Linked DNA regions of Danio rerio: region 2 is linked to region 1. The links are chromatin contacts, called in public Hi-C maps. All regions are on one chromosome and are shown on one strand. Each heading gives the region's core, a stretch centred on a gene start, on an enhancer-like site or on the middle of the called end of the contact. The rest is flanking DNA. Distances are from core to core; before and after follow the strand shown.

Region 1 (5,281 bases), core at 463-2,962:
TTTATTTGTATCCACAGAAGTAGCTATAACATTCACTTACCAATTTATTTAATTATAGTCTGTAATTATTACTACCAGTGTTGTTGTTGTTGTTGTTTAAATATTTATTTTGTTTGTTTATTTCATTTATTTCATTTATTCATTCATACATGCATATTCAAACCCCAAAAACACACACTTTGATAAAAATAAAAATCACCCTCGGTATGCATTATGCCAAGCGTGATTATTTCAGTCACTGTTGTATTAGTTGATTAATTGATTGATTAATAAATTTAGTGTGTAAACATTAGGGCTGTGCGATTTGGGGAAAATATCTAATTGTAAATTTTTTTGACATATGTTGCGATTTGATTTGCGATTTAATTTTATAGTCAAGCTTCAGCTCAATAATCTGTAAGTCGTGGCAACAATTCTGCGACAGCTCTTAAAAATTTTTTTTTTTTTTGTTCTGTGTTTAGCACTTTGAAATCAAAACATTCCCATATTACCAATGCTGTTTTTCTTATATATTAATTTGTCTATTAAACTTCTGAAGCAGCGGACGCCATTATCTCACTTGTCTGCACTTTCCTGTTTGTTTGTTTTCTTTTAATTGTGGGCCTTTGCATAGGTCAGTTGTGCAATTCTAATTGGCCAGAATGAAAGTATTTGTCACTCAATTGGCTAGTAAGATGGTTACATACTGTAATATATATATATATATATATATATATATATATATATATATATATATATATATATATATATATATATATATATATATATATATATATATATATATTAAACTAACAATAATAAATGCTATAACTTTAAATTCTATAATTAATAAATAAAATTAACAATGCTTCAAATTGCGATTGTGATTTGATTTCGAGCAATTTCACCGCCCTAATCAACATACACAACCACCAATGATCAAATTAACTTTTCCTTTAAAGTAAAAATACACAAATGCACAATTTTCTGAGGTTTGGGTTACGACGTTACACACTTGTGTGAACGTTGAGAACTGACATTATGCTTAAAAATGTTAGTGAGTTAGTTTGCTCAGGTCATTGCACCATTTGCCTCCAGGTGACAATTGGTTTGATATTTTATTTACTGCAATAACATTCAGACAAATCTCCCAACAAACTGACTATCATTCATTAAAGATAGGCAGGTCTGTGCACACAAGTTGCCATTTGTTTGATGGATAGTGATGTATATCTTTTAAAATCAACCAAAAACAAAGTGCTCGGTGAAAGGAAAAGCTCTTAACTGCCTGTGCATGCTTAAAGCTCCCGGATTGAATGAATTCAAAGGCTTCAGGATGACCCCTTGGCTTGTGATTATGTTTGTGTAAAATCTTAAGGATGCCGATCAAAGCAAGGCTCTTGTCCTCCTGCCCTTTTTCCCCCCAGATAACAGCTGGCATTCAAACTGAGTTTTCCTTTAACTTTTTTTTTTTTTTTTTCTGCCGGGATTCCCATTATGAGCCAGGCCTCCTTTCTCATCTCGATGATGGCTCATTGAATAAAGAGAAAGAGAGGAGTGGATGGGAGTGGAGGAAGTGGAGGGAGGGCTCTGATTAATCTTCTTCCAGGATGGGGGTGTTTGATCAGTGGACTCGGCCCGGGAGGGGTGGGATGCTTAGCAGAGAAGGGGGCATCTCTGATGTTGACAGCAGGCGACTTTTGCGCACGGCATGTGATTGACGTGCCTGGCCGCTGGGCCGGAGGGGGGGGTACTGTGTGTCCGGTGGGGCATAGCCAGCCCCTGACTGTGGGTGGTGGTGTTAATAATGTGGCAACTGGGAAGATTAATTGTAGACAAGCAGCAGGATTACGAGCGGCTTTGTGGCTGGGACAGGGCTGTTTGGTGGGGAAGGCCTCTGATCTGTCAGGTCCAGAGGAAATTAGTCAGGGCGGACTGAAGCTGACACTAAAAATGCTGCTTTAGGATATTAAAGCCAAATGGCCGGAGGAGATTGAAATGGTAACAAGGAAAGCGCTGACATGCTTGGAAACCCCAATGCTGCCGTACCCCAGTGGATTTGGGTAATTAGTGTGAAGATTAGTCATGTGATGATCACACACACACACACACATACACAAACAAAGCTTTTTAATTTGATTTTATTAAATTTTTCACATACAGAAAAATATTTATAAATAATATTTTTTTTTTACATTTAAGCACTGAATTCTAATGTTAGAAGGATTTGCAAAGTTATTTTTGTTTTCAACAGTCATAATTGAGTCACACTATATTTTGATGGTCCGTTTGTTGAGTTTAAGAAACATTGCATCTACATGCCAACTAATTCTTATAAGAATATAAGTAGACTGTTAGGTTGGGCTTAGGGTTAGGGCTAGTGCAAGTAGACATGTACTTGCAAAGTTTTTTTGTCAGTGAAATGTTTGTTTAGCAGCAGTATCAACAGATATTAGGCAGTAAGTCTACTAATACTCAAATGGACTATCAAAATAAAGTTTTACCCATAATCGTAAGGGCGCTATGATCTTAATTTGAAAATACTAATCATCATATTAGAATTATTTCTGATTGATGACTGAAGTAATGGCTGCTGCAAATTCAGCTTGCCATCACAGAAATAAATTGTTATGAAACACATTCAATTATAAAAGAGCACTGTCAAATTAGAAAATATTAAAATCTAAATTCTTTTAATCTTACATGCACAAGGCATTCTCACTCACTAAAGCAGTGATTTCAGTAAAAAAGAGGCAACCTCTACTCTCAGAATGATTAAATGCTCAGAGAATTTCTGCCTGCAGAAAGGCAGAATATTTTCACAAAGGCATCAGATATCAACACATCATGATATATACTTTGTTTTTGGTCCTTGAAAGAAGACAAAGGAGGTAGAAAACAACACTTGTGACCTACCCGAAGCACACAGGCGATCTGTATTCTCTCCAACTCGTCTCCCTGTTCTGTCTGTCTATGCGGTGGCCTTTATGTGAATATATTTGTATTTTTAAGGTCGGCCAGTGAGAGATGAGTTTACTTAAACTCAGGTCTGGCCTTTGGAGAGCAGTAATTTCATGCCACCTGTTGGATTGTCAACACACAGCCACTTGTGTGTGTGTGTGTGTGAGTGGCAGGTTGACCTAGGTCTGACCCGTGGGGCTCTTCATGGCTGAGTAGTGACTGGGGCCCTTTCCCTGGTGGCCCCCACTCTTCAATAGGCAGGGGACAGGTAATCAAAGCCAGCGCCCATCCTCACCTTTCACTCCCCTCCTTGCAAAATAATGAAAGTTGCCCTCGTCCTGAGCCCTGATAAAATACGAACGCCGCTCCTAACATTTCCTCTCCTCTGCACTGATAAAATTTATGGCATTTAGACAATCAGTCATGGCAGTGAAATCTCACCCGCATTCTTCACTTGTCTCTCGCCCCGCCGTGCGTTTTCCATTCTCTCTCCCTTTTGTGTCATCAATCTGAAGAAATATTCCAGATTGCTTGTGACAAATGACTTCTTTTCATTTAACTCAATTAGGATCATCGCATACGGAAATCAATAACCAACATTTCTCCTGTCTCTGCTGAGTAATACATTGCCGTAGATGTTATAAATGTTTGCAGGTGTGTAAACTGCACACTGAGAAATATTATATATATATACATTTTTTTTTTTGTTCTGTTTCAGGACACTGCCAGTGATACGAGGTCTGAATCCATTGCCACGCCTTACACACCACTGCCAAGAGGATCCAGAGATGCCCGGAACCATAAAGGTAGTATTATTTTGTTTTTAAAAAAAAAATATTTAAAAACATTGTGCATACTGGAGAATATTAACCCTTTAATTGCCTGCTCGACTGTAAAGTCATTTAGAGAATGACTATTTAAAAAAATGGTTTATACACACAGCATTGTTGGTTTACAAGAAAGTCAAACAAACATAATCCTGTTGCACTACTACACTTTATTTTGGTTTCATTGTAAAAAAAAATAAATAAATAAAAAATTTTAAATGAATATATGAAATATTTTATGGCATACTTCAAAAATAAAGATTTAGTATTTAATAATATTTTATTAAAATTTTTATTTTTGTATAAATTGGCTACTATAGCCATTTAGGCTACTATTTATTTATTTATTTAAATACTGCATTTTAGTGACATTTTAAGCACTACTTTAGCTTAAATGGATTGTTGGATGGTCATCATAACCAAAAAGAACTACATTTGATAATTTATGGATAACAACAATTACAAATCTACAAATCTACAAATCAACAAATACAATCTACAATAGGATTGAAATTCTTTTTAATAGGGGCTGCTTTTGATCCTTCACACCTTTTTTGGGTCATTTTTTTCTTTCAAGAATAAGGTCCAGTATCTAGAATAAAAGTTACGTGTAAACTATTTTCTCTGTTTAAAAACAATAGTGTAGCAAAAAATGACCTGACTTACATCAGATTGTATGCTTTCTTGCACAGCTTGATGTTGAACTCATGGAAAATAATTGTGTGCATTGGCCAAAACTGATTAGCTGAAGTCACCACAGCCAACAGAGGATTCCACTTAGTCTTAAAACCTTTTTCCATGGGTTATTTTCATTATTTATGATGGCATAGCAGTCAAAATAGGACAAAAGAGCTCATGTATTTGGCAAATTCTGGACCTTTGTCAGTGAGGATTGGGCCTTTTGAACCACCCGAACCACCCCTGGCTAAGGGCCTGATTTGGAGTTAAGAAATGCTATCCATTTTTTGTTGTTGGTGGTGGGGCAGTTAAAGGGTTAAGAGCTCACTTTAAAGTAAAAAAATAAAATAAAGATTTGTTAGATTTTTGAAAGCTTTAGGTTTGAGTAAAATGTTAATATATATGACACATAGAATGAAGACATTCAGATAGATGTTTTGATATAATTTCTTTGATTTAATCTGGGTTATTACCACAAATATTGCTGTTTTCAATCATCTGAAGTTATCAAAAAAATGAATATAAGCATGTCTGAAAATATTTGCATTGTATTAAATGCCAAAAATGATTTAACATGGGAATGTTTTATATGGAAGAAATGTCATCAGTAGTTTATAGAATAAAACAAAACCTAAGTTTTACTCAAACATATAACATAATTAAATTGTATGCTTAAAATAATAACAAAAATGCCCAGTTTTTGGTTTATATTTTTAAGAAATCAATATTTGATGTAATTACCCCAATTTTCAGTCAAAACGAATGAAAACATTTGTATTCTGATCGAGTTTTCTATCTTTTTTTTTGGCTCTCTGTTGCCTTTTTTATTATGAAGA
Region 2 (5,499 bases), core at 2,377-4,876, 130 kb before region 1:
TTGTTGCTGGCTTTTGCATGAGAGCTCGGTTGGGAATCTGTCACTGCCCATATACACATCTGTTCACACCCTCCACTTAGTGTCTCTCTCTCTCTTTCTGTCTGTCTGTCTCTCTCTGTCTCTCTCTCTCCGTTTGAAGTCTTGACATGCTTCTTCCTCCATTCCAGTCAGCCTGTGAAAGAATCTGTTGTCATCTATGTATTCCTGCTATTATCTCACGTCATTTTCTCTCGCTGAATGAAAGACAGAGAGTGTGCGAAAGCGTAAAGAGATATCTGTGAAGCTGCGCGAATGACAGCTTGGCAGATTCTGTCAATGCGGGGTTTTCATCTGTTTGTATGTTGTCCGTATTTTTACATATTTTGAAGTTAATTACCTATTTACAAACACCGCTGCGGTTAATTTAATGCCTTTTGACGGGAGTGTTGGTTTGAGATTTATTTTATGTAGTTGTCTTGCAGATTTGAGTTTGATTCGTCGCCTTTGTGCCACAGTCAGTTTTTCCTTTGTAAACTTGTGGTGGATATAGGTATTTAATGTTGTTTTCAAACTTTTCCATGCAAAATACATTACTGCTAAAATATAATGACAGCTGTATTATTGATTTGAAGTACAAAATAATAATAAAATAAACAAACAAACAAACAAACAAACAAATAAATAAATAGATAAATAAATAAATAAATAAATAAATAAATAAATAAATAAATAAATAAATAAATAAATACATACATGCAAAAAAAAAAAAAAATGATATGACTTTATTTATTTATTTATTTATTATTGTTATTATTAACCTGGAAATCTCATTAGGATTTAAAATCTGTTTTATAAAAAGACCTGGCCAAGGTAACGGCCGTACAGTAAACAATTTTAAAATACAAGACATTCATCAATCCTCTCAACAAAAAATTCACCAAAAGACCAATTTCATTTAGTTTGAAATATTTTTGCTAATTATTCCATGCCCAAGGTGCACAATAAGAAAATGCAGTTTTACCCAGCACTGTACAAACTCAAGGTCAGGGATGGGTAGTGTTTATGGTACATGTATTACAGATTTTAAATACAAAATAGTATTTTGTAATTTGTATCTAATAGGGTTTATGAAAATGGGTTTATATTTCGTATCAAAATACTTTAATGACTTGTATTTTTACTGTAAAATACTTTGTAAGAAGTCTACACAATGACTTCGTAAAAATGTGGCCTCAGATTGGTGCTTTTTTGGTTATTTGTCTAGGCTTGATATCAGACTAAAAAAATAATTCATATTAAAGACGTTGATCAATGCTTGGAGTATGGATGAAAAGTATGCATCACATAAAAAAGAAAGTAACAGACAAATAGCAGGGGTGAATTTCGGGAGCAAGTCAAAATAAGACAGGAAAATAAGACAAACAATAAAAAAGTCCTACAGTGGCGATACCTACAAATCTTCACTGGCTGTTCAAAATGCCAGTAGCTGATCTGTAATGTTAGTTAAAACCTTGACATAGTTAATCAGTATGTGGCAAAAACATTTAGAGCAGTGGGTAGCACAATCTCCTCACAGCAAGAAGGTCGCTGGTTTGGGCCTCGGCTGGGTCTGTTGGCATTTTTTGTGTGGAGTTTGCGTTTTTTAAAAAAGGACTAAGCCAAAAAGAACATGAATGAATGAAGATTTCAATGTATTTTTGCCCAACCCTGCTCAAGGCATATTAAAAAGCACCAATAATAATAATAATAATAACAATAACAATAATAATAATAATAATAATAATAATAATAATAATAATAATAATAATAATAATAATAATAATAATAATTTAAATATAAGTCATGTTAATTTATTATCTGAAATGTGTTAACGTCAATGTTTTTAATGCACACAGTGTTGTTTTAGTTTAGCTTTCAAATTATTGAGTTATTTAGGCTTATTATTTATTATTTTTAATACATTTTGTTTATATTGAATATATATATTTTTGCTTTTTGCTTATGTGTTTGTTCATTTTCCGGTTAGAATTCTGGTAAATTTATAGGATTTGTTGAGTCAAACAATATATAGTTGTTTTTGGACCTCTTGAACTAAGGGGCTGCAATAACGCAGTTTGACTAACAAGGCGCTGTAGCGCAGGACTGTAATTCAGCCTTTAGGGGACAATCCAATAGAAGAAGATGACACGCTGGAAATCAAACGAGAGAGTGCAAAAGTATTACTCAACAGCAACAACAAACACGCTGTTAAGTGTAAACGACCAAACATACTGACTTCAACGTTGTTTTGATGTAAGGACAAGTTTGATACAAGCAAGTAGCGGTTTACTGTTACCAAACAATGAATCTGCTTTGAATTGTGTTTAGCCTAACATGTATATTGTATTTCTAGGCAATTTCGTTTCATCTACAACATAAACTAAATAAATTTAACAGAAGTGAAAAATAAAACATCTGATAACAACGCTTCTGGTCACATTACATCGCGTTAAAGTACTGCTAAAATAATATAAAAGAAAAAAATATATAAAATAATATTACAGAAATACACAACAGAATATATATATATATATATATATATATATATATATATATATATATATATATATATATATATATATATATATATATATATATATATTGCAATTAAAAAGGTTTGATCATTTACACTTTTGTAAATGATGTTTTGTATCCATAAGCATTACAAAAGCAGATAGTAGGCAAAATTATGCACTAGTAAGCATGATATTGTAAACGTTTTTTTTTTTATGGAATATGAGCAATTTCATGCAAATGCCAACCTTGCCATGAAACAAATTAAGTTTTTGCCAAAATAGCAAAACTGTTTCTGCGATTTTTTTTGTGTAGGCTTGTATTCTACAGTGCTTTAAAAATACTCTAAAATGTATCTGTCAATGTTTTCAAACAATTATATTTGATTTATAAAATTCACACAAGTGGCAATTTCACATCTGTCACATCCATAGCAGAGAGACATCTCTGAATGTACAAAATGTACTATAATTGTTCAGGTTTAAAAACTAAGTTCTGTAAACTTCTATAAAGCAAGAACATATTGCTTTTGTGACCTGTAATCCAGTTTACTAAAAATCTGCTTTGTGTTGCTACTTTTAATTTGATCTGTAGGTACTTTGTACTACATAAGCTGACAAATCTGAAGTTCCTGGACACCAGGAGAGTGACCCAGTGGGAGCGGTCAGAGGCCCAAGCACGTGGAGCTTTCATGAAGGTGGTCAAGCCAAAAAATGACCAAGTAAGTGCTTTCAATTTACTACAAAGTCAGAGTCGCATGACACTACAGAATCAAAGCTTTTACCAATCGACAGAAAACGGCCTGGTTTAGTAGGTGACTCAGTAGCCGGTTAAGTATCTTTCCTTTATGTAACGTGGCTGAATAACTAGACACCCTGACCATGTGAATGATTTGTGTAACCCTCCCCTTTCTGTGTGGATGACTATAAGAACTTAAAAGGCTAAGGCACCGTAAGCTAATCCATCCCACTTCTTCTTAGCCTCCATTGTTTGTTCGCCGCAAATTGTCAGAAACTCTTAAGAGGTTACTTGTACGCAGCTCTTTGAAGACGTGGCCTTTCATTCTCGCCTGGCTGTTTAGAGGAGGGTCTTTTTAATGACCACGACCTGACCTCTTTCTGTATGCATGAGCCCAGATCAAAGTGGACGGCGCCTGTCCGCTCGGCCTTGCATCGTGTGGCGTGACAGCGCTCTCGATCGGACTGACAGCTCACGTTCACGACAGTCACTATCGCTTAATTATCCGTCGCACACACAATTATTTCTCTCTCTTGCATTTGAGAGCCCTAGTTTTCAAGCACATCTCCGTCCACCTCTCTACTTGAGTTTATGAAAGAATGGCTTGATTTTGTGCAATTGTAGAATCATAAATGTTTAGCTTGTGGTTGAATCAGGTCGGCGAGTTGTGTATACATGTGTACAGAGAAAGAAAAAGAGTAGAATGATGGTGAAGTCACTTATTTTGTTTCAGCATTAAAGCGACTGAAGATTGAAAAGCATGCATAGGAGTTAACCTCATCCGGGCATGTTTTTAATTTGGAGGATAGTTTGTCGGTTGGAAAATGAGAAAAGATGACTGGAAAATGGAAAATAAAGTGTTGTGCAACCTGTCTGCTTAAATAAGACGAGACGTTTCAGGACATGCAGATTTGAGAGTGATGGAGATGAATAAATGATCACATGTGAAACAAATAAAACAATTTCTTTTAAAACGGTAACAAAATGCCACAGTAAATCCATTTTGAGCACAGCTATTGAAAAAGTTCCAGCATTTAATGCTTAGCGGCCGCACTGTTGAAAAGTACAGTGAACTCTCTAAATATCTCGAACTCTTCCAATAAATGACCTAGATAGTGTTTATAGTTTTGCAGGGTTTGCATCTAATCCAAATCTTTTGTAAAAAATCTTCTATGAAATATTCTCTTTCAAAATGGAATTGCCTTTTGCAGGCTTGACATTATGTGGTATTTTGGGGGATTGAGTACACACAGCAAAAAAAAAAAAGAAGATTTTAGAAGTTTAAAAGTAGTGAGTCACAGTGGTGCAGTGGGTAGCATGATTGCCCAACAGCAACAAGGTCGCTGGTTCGAGCCCCGGCTGGGTCAGTTGGCATTTCTGTGTGTAGTTTGCATCTTCTACCTATGTTCGCGTGGGTGTCCTTCGGGGGCCTCAGTTTCCCCCACAGTCCAAAGACATGCGGTGTAGGTGAATTGAATTATAAAAACTAAATTGACCGTCGTGTATGTGTGTGAATGAGTGTATGGGTGTTTACCAGTGATGGGTTGCACCTGGAAAGGCATCCACTGCGTTAAACATATGCTGGATAAGTTGGTAGTTCATTCCACTGTTGCGACCCCTGATTAATAAAGGAACTAAGCCGAAAAGAAAATGAATGAATGAAAATTTAGAAGTTTATGCTTTTATTTCTGAAGCAGAGACATACTGTATTACTGCCCTACAGTCCACGTCAATCTATTGGTAATTATACATTTGTAGTGTTTCAAATATTAGGAACAGTGTATTTTTTTTACATTTTATTCTATGATTTCTATCTTTTTATAACTATATGGGCCCTATTATACACCCGATGTAGGGTGTGATTTGTTGCCATTTTCTGCCTGGCGCATGAGTCATTTTCACGTTTTGCGCAACGTTGTTTAAATAGCAAATCCATTTGCGCCACTTCATGCACTCATGGGCATGCTGGTCTGAAAAGAGGTGTGTTAAGGCACATTGCAATTTTAAGGCAGCTGAAATAGGCCGCCATATTTATCATCTAAAAGCTGGCCTTAAGTCAATTGTACAGAGTTTTGGAAATGGTAGGTTTTTATGCTCTGAATTGTATACTACTCTGAATTGCATGCTATGACCTCACATACAATTTTTTCACATTCTACACACAGTATTAAGAAAGTATACAGTTTAAGATGCACCAGTTGTGTAGTTTTGCAAATCTTTTTTACGCTT

The links. A called contact is a pair of places that touch in the nucleus more often than the background predicts.
Region 2: a contact with region 1 is called in a Hi-C map of embryo, with 2.9 times the contacts expected there. The contact joins two enhancer-like sites. A contact is called at or near these places in 4 of 18 Hi-C or Micro-C datasets (caudal fin, embryo and an unstated tissue).

What each region holds. Positions count from the first base shown.
Region 1 is chr13:18,971,137-18,976,417 of GRCz12tu, reverse strand. It overlaps lrmda (leucine rich melanocyte differentiation associated), which reads left to right. Exons shown (of 7, transcript NM_001020701.2): 6 at 3,659-3,746. Among named protein-coding and RNA genes, the nearest start is that of kcnma1a, 470 kb to the right of the region's middle. Within about 2 kb of position 1,712, at least 16 of the 62 cell types and tissues checked have an H3K27ac peak or open chromatin away from gene starts, as enhancers often do.
Region 2 is chr13:19,099,053-19,104,551 of GRCz12tu, reverse strand. It overlaps lrmda (leucine rich melanocyte differentiation associated), which reads left to right. Exons shown (of 7, transcript NM_001020701.2): 5 at 3,127-3,253. Among named protein-coding and RNA genes, the nearest start is that of lrmda, 350 kb to the left of the region's middle. Within about 2 kb of position 3,626, at least 9 of the 62 cell types and tissues checked have an H3K27ac peak or open chromatin away from gene starts, as enhancers often do.